2 separate regions of the Mus musculus genome follow, and region 2 is linked to region 1. A link is a contact called in public Hi-C data. All regions are on one chromosome and are shown on one strand. The core of a region is the stretch at or near the end of the contact, and the rest is flanking DNA. Distances in the headings are between cores, read along the strand shown.

Evidence for each region. Hi-C and Micro-C count contacts between places; a contact is called where the count stands out from the background.
Region 2: a contact with region 1 is called in a Hi-C map of Th1 cells, with 1.8 times the contacts expected there. The contact joins the promoter of Sgo1 here to the enhancer-like site in region 1. A contact is called at or near these places in 1 of 39 promoter capture datasets (macrophages), 2 of 15 datasets of contacts at CTCF or cohesin (CD8 T cells and the NIH/3T3 cell line), 16 of 484 Hi-C or Micro-C datasets (the Ba/F3 cell line, Th1 cells, Th17 cells and 9 more), 8 of 115 datasets of contacts at active chromatin or transcription factors (the HPC-7 cell line, embryonic fibroblasts, embryonic stem cells and 1 more) and 3 of 9 other capture datasets (adipose tissue, liver and pancreatic islet).

Annotation. Positions count from the first base shown.
Region 1 is chr17:53,648,290-53,654,106 of GRCm38.p6, reverse strand. Kat2b (K(lysine) acetyltransferase 2B) reads right to left here. Exons shown (of 18, transcript NM_020005.4): 9 at 5,224-5,360; 10 at 877-1,085. Among named protein-coding and RNA genes, the nearest start is that of Sgo1, 38 kb to the left of the region's middle. Within about 2 kb of position 3,231, at least 46 of the 459 cell types and tissues checked have an H3K27ac peak or open chromatin away from gene starts, as enhancers often do. A contact at or near this core is called in the NIH/3T3 cell line, Th1 cells, Th2 cells and 6 more, where this site is marked.
Region 2 is chr17:53,686,226-53,692,042 of GRCm38.p6, reverse strand. Sgo1 (shugoshin 1) reads left to right here and starts at 2,728. Exons shown (of 9, transcript NM_028232.2): 1 at 2,728-2,832; 2 at 3,923-4,053; 3 at 4,185-4,332; 4 at 4,763-4,959. The coding sequence starts at 4,191. It also overlaps the pseudogene Gm31532.

The sequences.
Region 1 (5,817 bases), core at 1,982-4,481:
ACTTACACAGACAGTGACGTTACATCAAAGAACATAACATCCACATGTAGGAACTGTCAAGCCCCCATGTGTGGAATCTCACCTGACTGACTCACTCTGACTTGCCACGTGCACAGAGCACATTTCACATAGGCTGTCTCGCTAACTAGGTCAAAATACAGCCAATTGGAGACATCTGCTTACTTGTTGTTGGGTTTGTTGGGTCTGTTATATATAAATTAACAATAAACACAGATTTACTTTCAAACCTCTGTCTGCCATCTGCTACTGTCAGGATACATGCTTTTTGCAGACTGACTGATTGATTGATTGATTGATTGATTGATTGATTGATAGAATTGTGCATTGAACCTAGGGCTTTGTTTATGCTAGGTGAGCCCTCTACCGATGAACTACATCCTCATCCTTGGTTGTTTTGTTTTGTTTTTCCTTAAACCCATAGATTTTGTAGGTTAACATATCCAAAATCCCAATGGTTTTCCCAAGGTTTACAGAGTATATGGCATAGCAGATATGGTGCTGTCCTCTGTACTTCTCCTGAAGATCCAACACAACTTTGGTGCAACCTTACCTATGGGTACTTGGTCTACAGTGGTACCTAGTTAATATAACAAAGCCAAGAATGTATGGGCTATGAAGTAAGACACCCTAGGATTTCTATGCTCTCGTGGCTATAAAATTTCAGTCTATTAATAAGAATGTAAAAAGTGTTGATAGATTAATCTTAGTGATTTTGACCCGAAAGTTATATCAGTATGGCTCTCTATCAACAGTAGGACAGAAGGCAGCTATATTCCAAGGGCTGAATGTCACTGTCTAAATAAACAGTTCGTCCTTGGACTGGAGAGGAACTAAGGAAGAATGAGTTGAACTTACGGGTCAAAGACGAGCCGTGTGATGTACTCTTTGGGCATTCTGGGCAGCTGGTGGGAAAACACATTCTGGAGGCCCACGAGCCACATCAGGATCTTCTTGTTTGGTTTCTGGTTCAGGGAGTTGCCCACCACGTGGAATTCAATGACACCCCTGCGTTCTTCCAGCCGTGCCGCCTCATCTCTGGCCGAATGGGCTGACAGAAAATTGGTCTGGGATCCAGAAGACAAGAATAGATTACAAAGGGCTTTTCTTTGAAAGTGGTGGACTGGATAATATGAACTCTTTCCATGTTCTGATAAGACTCTGATGTGAATTTCTGGGTCTTAAACACATATGCACAAGAGCCCCTGTGCATCCACATCCCACAAGTTATGAAGACAAAATAGAAATGTGAATTAAGTAGGTTAGATAGGTGAATCAGCAGTTAAAAAAGTTTACTATATAATCAGACAGACTGGAGTTTGGAATCCCAGTATCCATAGAACAAGCCACGAGCATCCTTTTGCACACTTGTAACCCCAGCTCCAATGAAGGCATAGACAGAAGGGTCACTAGGGCTTGCTGGCTTCCAACCTAACCAAGAAAATAAGCTGAAGCCCTAGGTTGAGGCCCCGTCTCAAAAGGCTTGAAGGAAAGTTGTAGGGGAAGATACTGAATACCCTCTTCTGGCCCTGATGCACACACAGGCATGGGAAACCACGCACACAAAAGTAAGTGGATGAATTAAGTAGATAAATTAGCATTATGAAAAGTTAATAAGTGCATGTGCATTATATTTTATATGGGTTAGGCATCAGAAAACTTTTGGTTGTTGTTCTGAGACAGGGTCTTGCTCTGTAGTATAAGCTGGCCTTGAACTAAAATCTTCCTACCTCAGCTTGCCCAGGGACAGGAAATATATATATCACTTCTGATTAGGAAAATCGTTTTGTAAGAGAACCTGTAGAAAATATTTTAGAAGAGCTGAGGAGATAGCACACCAACTAAAGCACTTGCTGCATAACTTGAGGACCAGAGTGCAGATCCCCAGAGCCTAGGATTTCAAGTGGATCTGGTGGCCAGCAGTAGTGCAAGCTGACTACTGAGACTAATCAACAAACAAGTTATGTGGGGTTTTGGTTTGTTTGTTTGTTTGTTTTTGTTTTGAGAGAGAATCTGCCATGCATGGGCACCGATGTCCTGCCATGCTCATGTGAACATATGTATCAACGCAAAAGTTATCTTTAAGACAATATTTTAGGGCGGTGTTAGAAAGCTGGCTCCTTGGTTAAGAGCATGCACTGCTCTTTGAGAGGACCCAAGTGTGGGTCCTACAAAATACACACACTTGGTGGCTCACAACTGCCTGTAACTCCAGTCCTGAGAGTCTGACACCCTCCTCTGGCCTCCTTGGGCACATGTACATAATTCCACACAGATATACATGTACAGGTAATTTAAACAATAAAATAAGATATTTTTAATCATGTGTACCCCCTCTCTCCTATTCAGTTGCTACTGTAGCCTATAAGCAGACACAGACACACTAGTATAGAATACGGAGCATGATCTTCCAACTCTAAGGAGGGTAGCGGAGCTTGAGGAAAAGATCAGCAGTTCACAGTGCCTGCTGGTCTACAGGGAACGCAGGCTTGGTTTCAAGCCCCCATATTGGGAGGCTCACAACCGCCTGCAACTCCAGCTCCAGGGGACCCAGTGCCCCTTTCTGGCTTCTATGGGCAGCCACACATACATGGCATGTACTCAGATATATGCCATAAATAAATAAAAATAAATATAAAAATTTTTGAATTGGGGGAGCAGTCAGGTGGCACAGCAGGTAGGGTGCTTGATACAAAACCCGAGAACCTAAGTTCAATACCTGGACAAAGACCCATCTGACGGAAGGTGAAAATGAATCCCCTCACACTGGCCTCTAACCTCCATATTTACACCATGGCCTGGGTGTCTCCACTGGTGCATGAACACATACACACACAAGCACATTAAATAAATCAGTGTTCATTTTTAAGAGAGAACCAATAAGATGCATTATCAGGTAAGAGTGTTCACTGCACAAAACTGATGACTTCGGTTTGAGGCCCAGAATCCACAACTAAAGGAGAGAACTGACTTGTGAAAGTTGTCCCCTAGCCTCGATGCATGAGTGAGTCACTCACACAACATATTAATAACATAGAAGCAATGAAAATAATAATAATAATAATAATAAATTAAAGACCATTAAGATAACAGGTTCCAAATTCTTGAAATAGAGCAGCAGTCATATTTATATTCTTAGTGCCTCTTTTGGGAAGACACTTTTCTTTCTAGAAGTATCTATTGATCCAGACTTAAAACTCACAGCAGGCTACATGGCCTAGAGCCAGCACCCCATGCTTTAATCCACCTCATGCTGGGCAAGGAAATCTTTGACAAACAGCTCTGCTGGGAAGAAAAATCCTAACTATAGCACTAGCTTTGAGGTCTCTGGCTAGTTGTCTAGGTGACTGGGTATCACTGTGGTAGATATTTCAAGTGACCAAGATATTTAAAAACTAGCTTACAAAAATGTCTAAAACTGTAGCAGCTTTCTTGGGCATGCTGATACACTATTAACTACAGCAACAGATTGTGAAATGGGAGACTGCCTCCCCACTTTTCATCTGAGCAGGCCAAGCTCTGGCTCATGTATGAAGTTACGAAACCCCTAAAGCCAATACACAGAAGGTCAGCTTTAGGTCCCCACAGACTGGATAGTCAGTCCAGAAGGAATGAATTTTATGAGATGGTTCTGTTGCAACACTCAATCCTCCAAATGATCTTTGACATTAATAAAAGAGTCACAAAAACAGAGCAGTATGAAACTTACTGATTTAATCTAGCAAAGCCACACCAAAAAGATAGAAGTTGTTTATACACTACTACCCAAGTCATGTGTTCATTTCCTGGAAACGTCTTGAGCCTCCCTGTTCCTGGATGTCTTACAATAAGATGAGAGCAGACTTTCAACCAAAATGTTTTACCTGCATTGACCTAAACTATTACACAGATCCACACTGAGATATTATGCATAATTTGCTAACAAAGTTCCTCAACAAAGACAGCATTGTAAGAGAAGAGAAAAGGCCTGGAGAATGGCTTTAAAGGAGACTAAGGAGCCGGGGATATGGCTCGGAGGTATGGAATATGGCATATAACAAGCCCTTGACTTGATCCCCACCACCACATGAACCTAGCAAGGTGGTTCAAGGTCATTAATCCTGGCTATATAGATAGTCCAAGATCAGCCTAGACTACATGAGACCAGTCCAGGAAAAAAAAAAGAAAGAAAGAAAGAGAGAGAGAGAGAGAGAGAGAAGGAAAGGAAGGAAGGAAGGAAGGAAGGAAGGAAGGAAGGAAGGAAGGAAGGAGGCAGGGAGGCAGGCAGGGAGGGAGGAAGGAGAGAGACAGAGACAGAGAGAAGGAAGATAAAAAGATGAAGAAATGAATACTGAATTCTATGCTTGGTTCTTAACTGAGCCTCCAACAATAACGCATATTATGAATAGCATAAATTGGTCAGATGGTCACTGGACCTAGAGGTTGAAAATTAGGCCATAAGTCAGCAAACTTTCCACTGAAAAGTCAAGAGATGAACTTTTTTTTTTTTTTTTGCAAGACACACATTCCAAGCCTCAGTGATTCCATTTTCCTGCTATGCGCAATGGTTAGCAATTAACACAGCCCAGAAAAGCGATTTCCAGCCTACGACGCTGGACACCTTCACTCCTAGCGAGTAAGAAGCTGACACCCAATTCCTTAGCCCACAAGCTGAGCAGCAGACATGACTGGTAGGCTACAGTCTGCCAACCCTAAACCAGAGAACCTTATAATGAAGTTAAATTTCCTGAGTGCTAACTCACGTGATTATATAAGAGAATTGCTTTCCTATGAGACACAGGCAGATGCACTAGGTGTGATGTATTATTATATCTGTTTCGGACTCTGCAATGATTCTAAAAGGTTCACAGGAGAGGAAAAGGAGGTCAAGAAAGGAAAAAAGGAGGTAATCACTGACGCTTCTCAGCACAACACAGTCCATGGGTGTTTCGTTTTCTTTTGTTTTCTTTTGTTTTGTCTTTTGCATTGCTGGTGGAAGCTTGAAATTCTTCACTATGGAAACGTTCCCAACTACTTGAAACTGTAGTTTGTGCCCCTGTAATTGATATTTATCAAAGGGAACCACATCTTGGTTAGCCACTCCTGACCTCCCTATAGTGGCCTCTAGGTTACAGGTGACCAGCAGTGTGTTCTCAGCACCCCACCCTCATCTGTGACAGCTAGTGTGGCAGGGAGACCAGAAGGTGCCTTGTTCACCCTGCTGACCTCTGGTCCAAGCATCCCTGCAGGGTCTGTGATGGTAGACATGACCTCATTGATCAATTCCACGGGAATATCCCCCATCACTCGAGATCTCTTGGCCTCCTCGGGAGCATGAGAGTTGTTCATTTTCCTCTTTTCTCCTGTGATGTTCAAAATAAAAGGCAAAAGAAAAAAAATGGATGGTTTGAAATGGAAATACATACTGATGGATCTAATGTACTTGGGGAGGAGATGTGGAGTGAGAAAATGTCTTGCCATGTATCCCTGGATGGTCTAATACTATATATATGGGTGTGTGTGGGTGTGTGTGTGTGTATACATATATATAGTATTAGACCATCAATATTACACAGACACACACATATATAATATACATATATACACATATACATATATATATAGTATTAGACTATTAGTATTAGACACACACACACACATATATATGTGTGTGTGTGTGTGTATGTGTATGTGTGTGTGTGTGTATGTGTATGTGTATATGTATGTGTATATGTGTGTGTGTGTGTGTGTGTGTGTGTATGTGTATGTGTATGTGTATGTGTATGTGTATGTGTATGTGTATGTGTATGTGTATGTGTA
Region 2 (5,817 bases), core at 1,479-3,978, 38 kb before region 1:
ATCCCCAACCCTCCCACCTCCTCCAGCTGTGTCTCATAGCCTAAGGTTTTACAACCACCCGAAACAGCGTTACCATGTAGAGATAAAGTGTTCAAACCCATGAGCCTACAGGGGAGATTTAATATGCCAAAATAGGAATGCAGTGTAGTGGCTCATACCTTAAACACACACTTAGGAGGCAAAGACAGTAGGTTGTATGAGTTCTAGGTCAGTCTGATCCACATACCTATGTCCAAGCCAGCCAAAGCTACATAATGAGACGCTGTCTCAAAAACAAACAAACAAAACGCCAGCACGGCCAGCATCTTAGTTAGGGTTTCTATGGTGAAGAGACACCATGACCAAGGCAACTCTTATAAAGGACAGCATTTAATTGGAGCTGGCTTACAGTTTCAGGGGTTCAGTTCATTATCATCATGGCAGGAAGCATGGCAGCCTGCAGATAGACATGGTTTAGGAGGAGATGAGAGGTCTACATTTTGATCTGAAGACAGAAAGAAAGAGACTGTTTCAGCAGCATTCAATTAAGCCTGGGAGCCCTCAAAGCCTGCCTAAAGAGTGACACACTCCCTCCAACAAGGCCTCCTCATAGTGCCATTTCCCATAGCCCAAGCATATCCAAACTGCCACAGGCAGTAAATTCAATTAAATACTTACATTCTTGGCACTAGGCTGAGAAATTCAACCCTCTAAAATAGAAGTATACAGCAAGGATTCTGAGGTTTAATAAGTTATTTCAAGTGGTTAAGATACATTTCTAAAACATGCAGATGAAAGCTACAAGCAATCTAAAAAGTAGGACTTTCCCCAGCCTGTCTGTCTACTGTACACTTATATAGGTTCTCCACAGCTTGGGACTGCTCAACAAAGGAAAAGACTAAGCCAATATAAGTGGGTACCAAAATGATGTGATAGTTTGCTGCATTTTGGTTCTGACAAATTCCTTAAAACTTTTGGTCACCAAGTTTCTAACATTTGTATGCTATTCAAATTAATACACAGCACATGACATGGTAAGTATTAAAGAATCTTTCAAAGGGTTTTTTAATTCTTATTTTTGTATATATGTATGTGTTCTCTTTGATCACGTATGCCACATGCTGTACACAGGTGCCCATGAAGAGGGCATCAAATCTGGAGCTGAAGTCAGAGGTGGTTGTGAGCTGCCTGACATGGGTGCTCAGAACTGAACTCAGGTCCTCTGCAAGAGCAGCAAAAGCTTTTGATATCTGGATCATATCCACATTTCCAAAGGAATCTTTTTTAAAAAATTTTTTTTAATGTCAGCACTTGGGAGGCCAAGACTAGCATATCTCTGTGTGTTCCTGGTCATCGCAGAAATATCACGAATTTGAAGTCTGCTTAGGCTGTGTAAAAAACCTGCCTTAACCCGTTGTTTTGTTTTGCTTTGTTTTGTTTTTTGAATGCCAAATAAACAGACCAAAACCAAACTTTTTTAGGAGATGGACATGGTGGTACACACATTTAATCTAGCATTCAAGAGACAGAAGCAGGTGGATCTGTTTGCATTTGAGGCCAACCTCAAATATATAGTGAGTTCCAAGACAGTCAAAGGTACACAGAGAGACTTCTCTACAGCGTAAGGAGTTAGAGGTCATCCTGGGCTACAAGAAGACCCTGTCTCAAAAACAAAAACAAACAGAAAACAAAGAAGAGAGCCATAAATGAGCAGCCGTGGAACGATAATCTTAGGACCCTAGGTAAGAAATTAAGAGTGTGAACCTTGTGTGATGACCAGCATAGTAAAATATAACTTGTTATATTGGCTACGTATATCTATCTACCTTATGGCACAAGACATCTGCCAAGGATATGACTTATGAAGCAATCACTCAACTGTGGAGGCTCCAAATGTCTTGTGGTAGGGCTCCCTGCTGCCACCTTCCCCTTCCCATTTTCTTTGTGTGCCTTCAGAACTACCCAGTAACGCTGCCTGATGTGTAAGCGTGCCGAACTTTTCTCAGCATGACTAAACCCAATTCCTTGACTATTATCAGGAACTGATAAAGAAGTTTAGATTGTTCCCGGGAAAGCACTTTAAAAAACGGATCCCACAAGATGACCTTCTAATTCAGTCACGGCTGCTGCACTACAATGACTTCTGAGGTGAGCGCAGCCGGTTGTAAATCTCTTCCGTAAATGCACAGGACAGGATCGGGCTGTCACTTGGCGTTTCTTCTTGAATCAGCCAGGCCCACCCGCAGATCTCGCCAGCGGGCTGAACCTGGAGAGCCCAGTCTCTCACATCAGTCCTTTCGCTGAGCCTGCGCTAAACGTGCTGGATGGACGTTTGCCACACGGGCGCGCCCCGGAGCACAAGAGCTGCGCGGCCTTGGGCGCCCTGACAAGCCACGCCAGGATCTGTTTGGATCTTTCGTGCTCCAACTCAGGCTTCAACTCGAACTCGTCATTCTCCTGCCTCAGCCTTCTGAGAGCTGGGCTCTCAGGCCTGCGTCAACACCCCAGGTCTAACCGGAAGTCAGGGACGCACCCAGACAAGACCCAGTCTCAAAGTCGCTAGATCTCTAGGCTGTGGGAAGGCGGACGCCGAGCCAAGGCCTCAATTCCAGCCTGACTCCACCCCCTCTACCCCACCCCAGCCACAGCTGCGCGTGCGCAGGCGCGCCACGTGATGCCATTCCCCGGGGCCGGGCGCTGCGTCTACGGAGAAGGGCGGGCCGGAGTGTCACGTGATGGTGTCCGGCCAGCCAATGGATACGCGTAACGCAGAATTTCGAATGTGGCGGCGGTAGCTGCGGAGCGCGGCGGAGCGGGAGGTTGCATCTGCTCGTCCGGACCTGAGTGGCCGAGGTACGGAGCGGTACGGGCGGCGGGACTGGAGGTATCTCTCCGACCGGACGACGCGTTCCGCTCGCGAAAGCGAGCACCCCGAAATCGACAGGGCTTTTGCTCAATCAAAGTAGCAAAAACTTTTTAGATAGGGGCCGGAGGAAGGGGTGTTCTCGCCGACTTGCACTGTCTAGCACGCACAAGGCCCGATTTCCATCCCACTGTGCTCGCGCACGCGAACAAACTGTAATTAACTTTAACTCTATCAGTTATTCATTCTGTGTGTCACTCAGATGTCTCCGGTGCAAACTTTTAAAACTTGATGGTGACCCACCCATTCTTATAAGAAGTCGTTGCATTTATTCTGTTGAACTCCCCTCTCCAATCTATCGTATATACACATTGGTAAAAATAAAGGGTTAGATAAGATATACAGTACCAATTTAAGGCTTCATTATGCGTGGAGGAAAATACGTCCTGGTGAGAATACTCAAGAAGAGATTCAAGAAAACACTTAACTAAAAGGAGATGAATCAAGATAGTTCTTGTGGTGACAATTATATGCACACATTGTGGTTGGCAACAGTTTACAATTTTGAGACCAGGAAGTTTATTTTGCTTGAAGCACGCTACTGTTATTAACATGAATACATGTTTTCTCAGCCCCAAAATTACTAGAGAAAAGCTGCCAAACAGAAACCCAGATATACATATAAATTGCTTCTGAACTAATACTGTAATCCTAAACACTAAAGGTTGGCTATAAACATTGTAAGAAAAGTAAGTCTGCTTATGGCTCATACATTTGTGGTCCCAGCTACTCAGGAGGCTGAGGTAGGAAGGACATGAGAGCTCTTAAGTTCAAAACCAGACTGGGTAACAGCAATATCCTGTCCCAAAATAATAAGTTCCCATAGAGCCTAGAATGTTGTACGCCTCCAATGAATATTTACTATAAGATGAATAATTGATACTTTCTGGAGTTATTTAATACTTTCCTATGAAATAGTAGAAGATAAGGTTATAGCAAAAGCATGAATGACATTTTATGGGATTTTTTTTCTTATGATGGCTTGATTCTAACATCTTTTTTCTTCTTGTTTTGTTTTAGATGAATTTCACTATGTAGCCCAAGCATAAATCTATGACCCACCTGCCTTAGCCTTTTTAGTAGCTTGGATTATTCTACAACACCTGACTTAATATTTCTAAGCAGAAAATCAAAATATTGCTTTTTTTGAAGTAAGTTTACAATTTAGTCTTTTGTAATCCCTTCTTGATGAACAGCCTATGTTTCTTAAATTTTATGTTTAAAAAATATCTGAGAAGTGTTCATTGGTTTTTTTTTTTTTTGTTTTGTTTTTAATTCAAAGACAAAGATGGCTAAGGAAAGGTGTCAGAAAAGGTCCTTTCAAGATACCCTTGAAGACATTAAGAATCGAATGAAAGAAAAAAGGAATAAAAATTTGGCGGGGATTGGGAAACGCAAGTCCTTTATTGTTGCACCGGGCCAAGTACCCAGTAAGAGAATTTTGTGTTGTCTTCTTCCAGCATTCTTACTTTGAAAGTGTGGCATTTGTGTGTGTTGTGTGTGTTTCTTTGTGTGTGGAGCACAGTGGGGTGTTGCTGTAGTAGAAGTTCTGGAGTCCTGCTATTAATCTCTGCCCTGTTCCCCTGCAAAGGGTCTCTCACTGAACAAGGAACTATTGTGGCAGCCAGTCAAGCCCCAGAGATCCTCCTGTCTCCACACACCTTTAACACCTTACCTTCCCTCCGTCCTGCCACAGCAGATAGAGTCACCAGTGTGCAGGACCACACCTGGCTCTTTAGGGGATTTGACCTGTGGGCCTCATTGGTTTCTTAGCAAGCACTCCTAGCCATTGAGAGATATCTCTAGCCTCTGCTTCACCTTCTAGGTTGAGGCTTACTAACTGAAAATTTTATCTTATAGCTAACACTGCTACACTACTGAGATATTACCAAGATAACAACAGGTTGTTAGTCTTGGCTTTGGAAAATGAGAAATCCAAAGTGAGAGAAGCACAGGATGTCATCCTGCAACTGAGAAAAGAATGCTACTACCTTACTTGTCAGCTGTATGCATTGAAAGAGAAGCTAACTTCCCGACAAAGTGAAGAAACTACTCAGGTATATTCAGTACAAAACTTTTCTGTGTAGTTTTGCCATATGCAGTTCAGCTTTATATAGATTTAGATATGGAAAATATTCTTAAGTATTCTTCGGAGAGTCACTTTTTAAAAAAATACTTCATTATATCCATTTACTCTGTGTGTGTGTCTGTGTGTAGTTCAGAGGATAACATTAGGTGTTATATAGAAATAAGTAACATACATATATGTGCCCTCACATATAATGTGTATATTGACGTTATCGAAGACAGTTGTCTTTCTAGAAGGTGCTATTTCTTCCTGAGTGTCATGTATACCTGCGATTTTGTGATGCCAGAACTCAATATGCTAACTCAGAAAGACCCAAGTTATGGGTCAACCTGAACTGCACAATGAGACCTCATCTCTAGAAGAGATTTTTGAAGCCTACATATGATTTCATGACTTTTCTCTAAGATTTCAATTACTTTTTAAAGATTGTTTTCCTTCAACACTTAATCTTTTTTCCTCCTTTTTCAGTTAGTACAGTGTAAACCTAATGGTTTCTGAATCTCCCCCATGGTTTTCCAGTTTTTAAACAATTCCTTTTTAATTGTGTGTGTGTGTGTGTGTGTGTGTGTGTGTGTGTGTGTGTGTGAGTGGTGTGAATATATGTATGTGAGTATGTGCAAGTATATGTATGTGAGTGTGTGTGCACATGGAAGCCAGAGACATTGGATCCTCATCGGAGTGGAGTTACAGGCATTTTGAGCCACTTGAAATAGGTGCTGGAAACCAGACTTGGGTTCTCCCAAAGAGCTGTTCACACTCTTAACTGCTGAGCCATACATACCTCCAGCCCCTACTTCGCAGAGTTTTTGCTGAAATTAGAAGAACC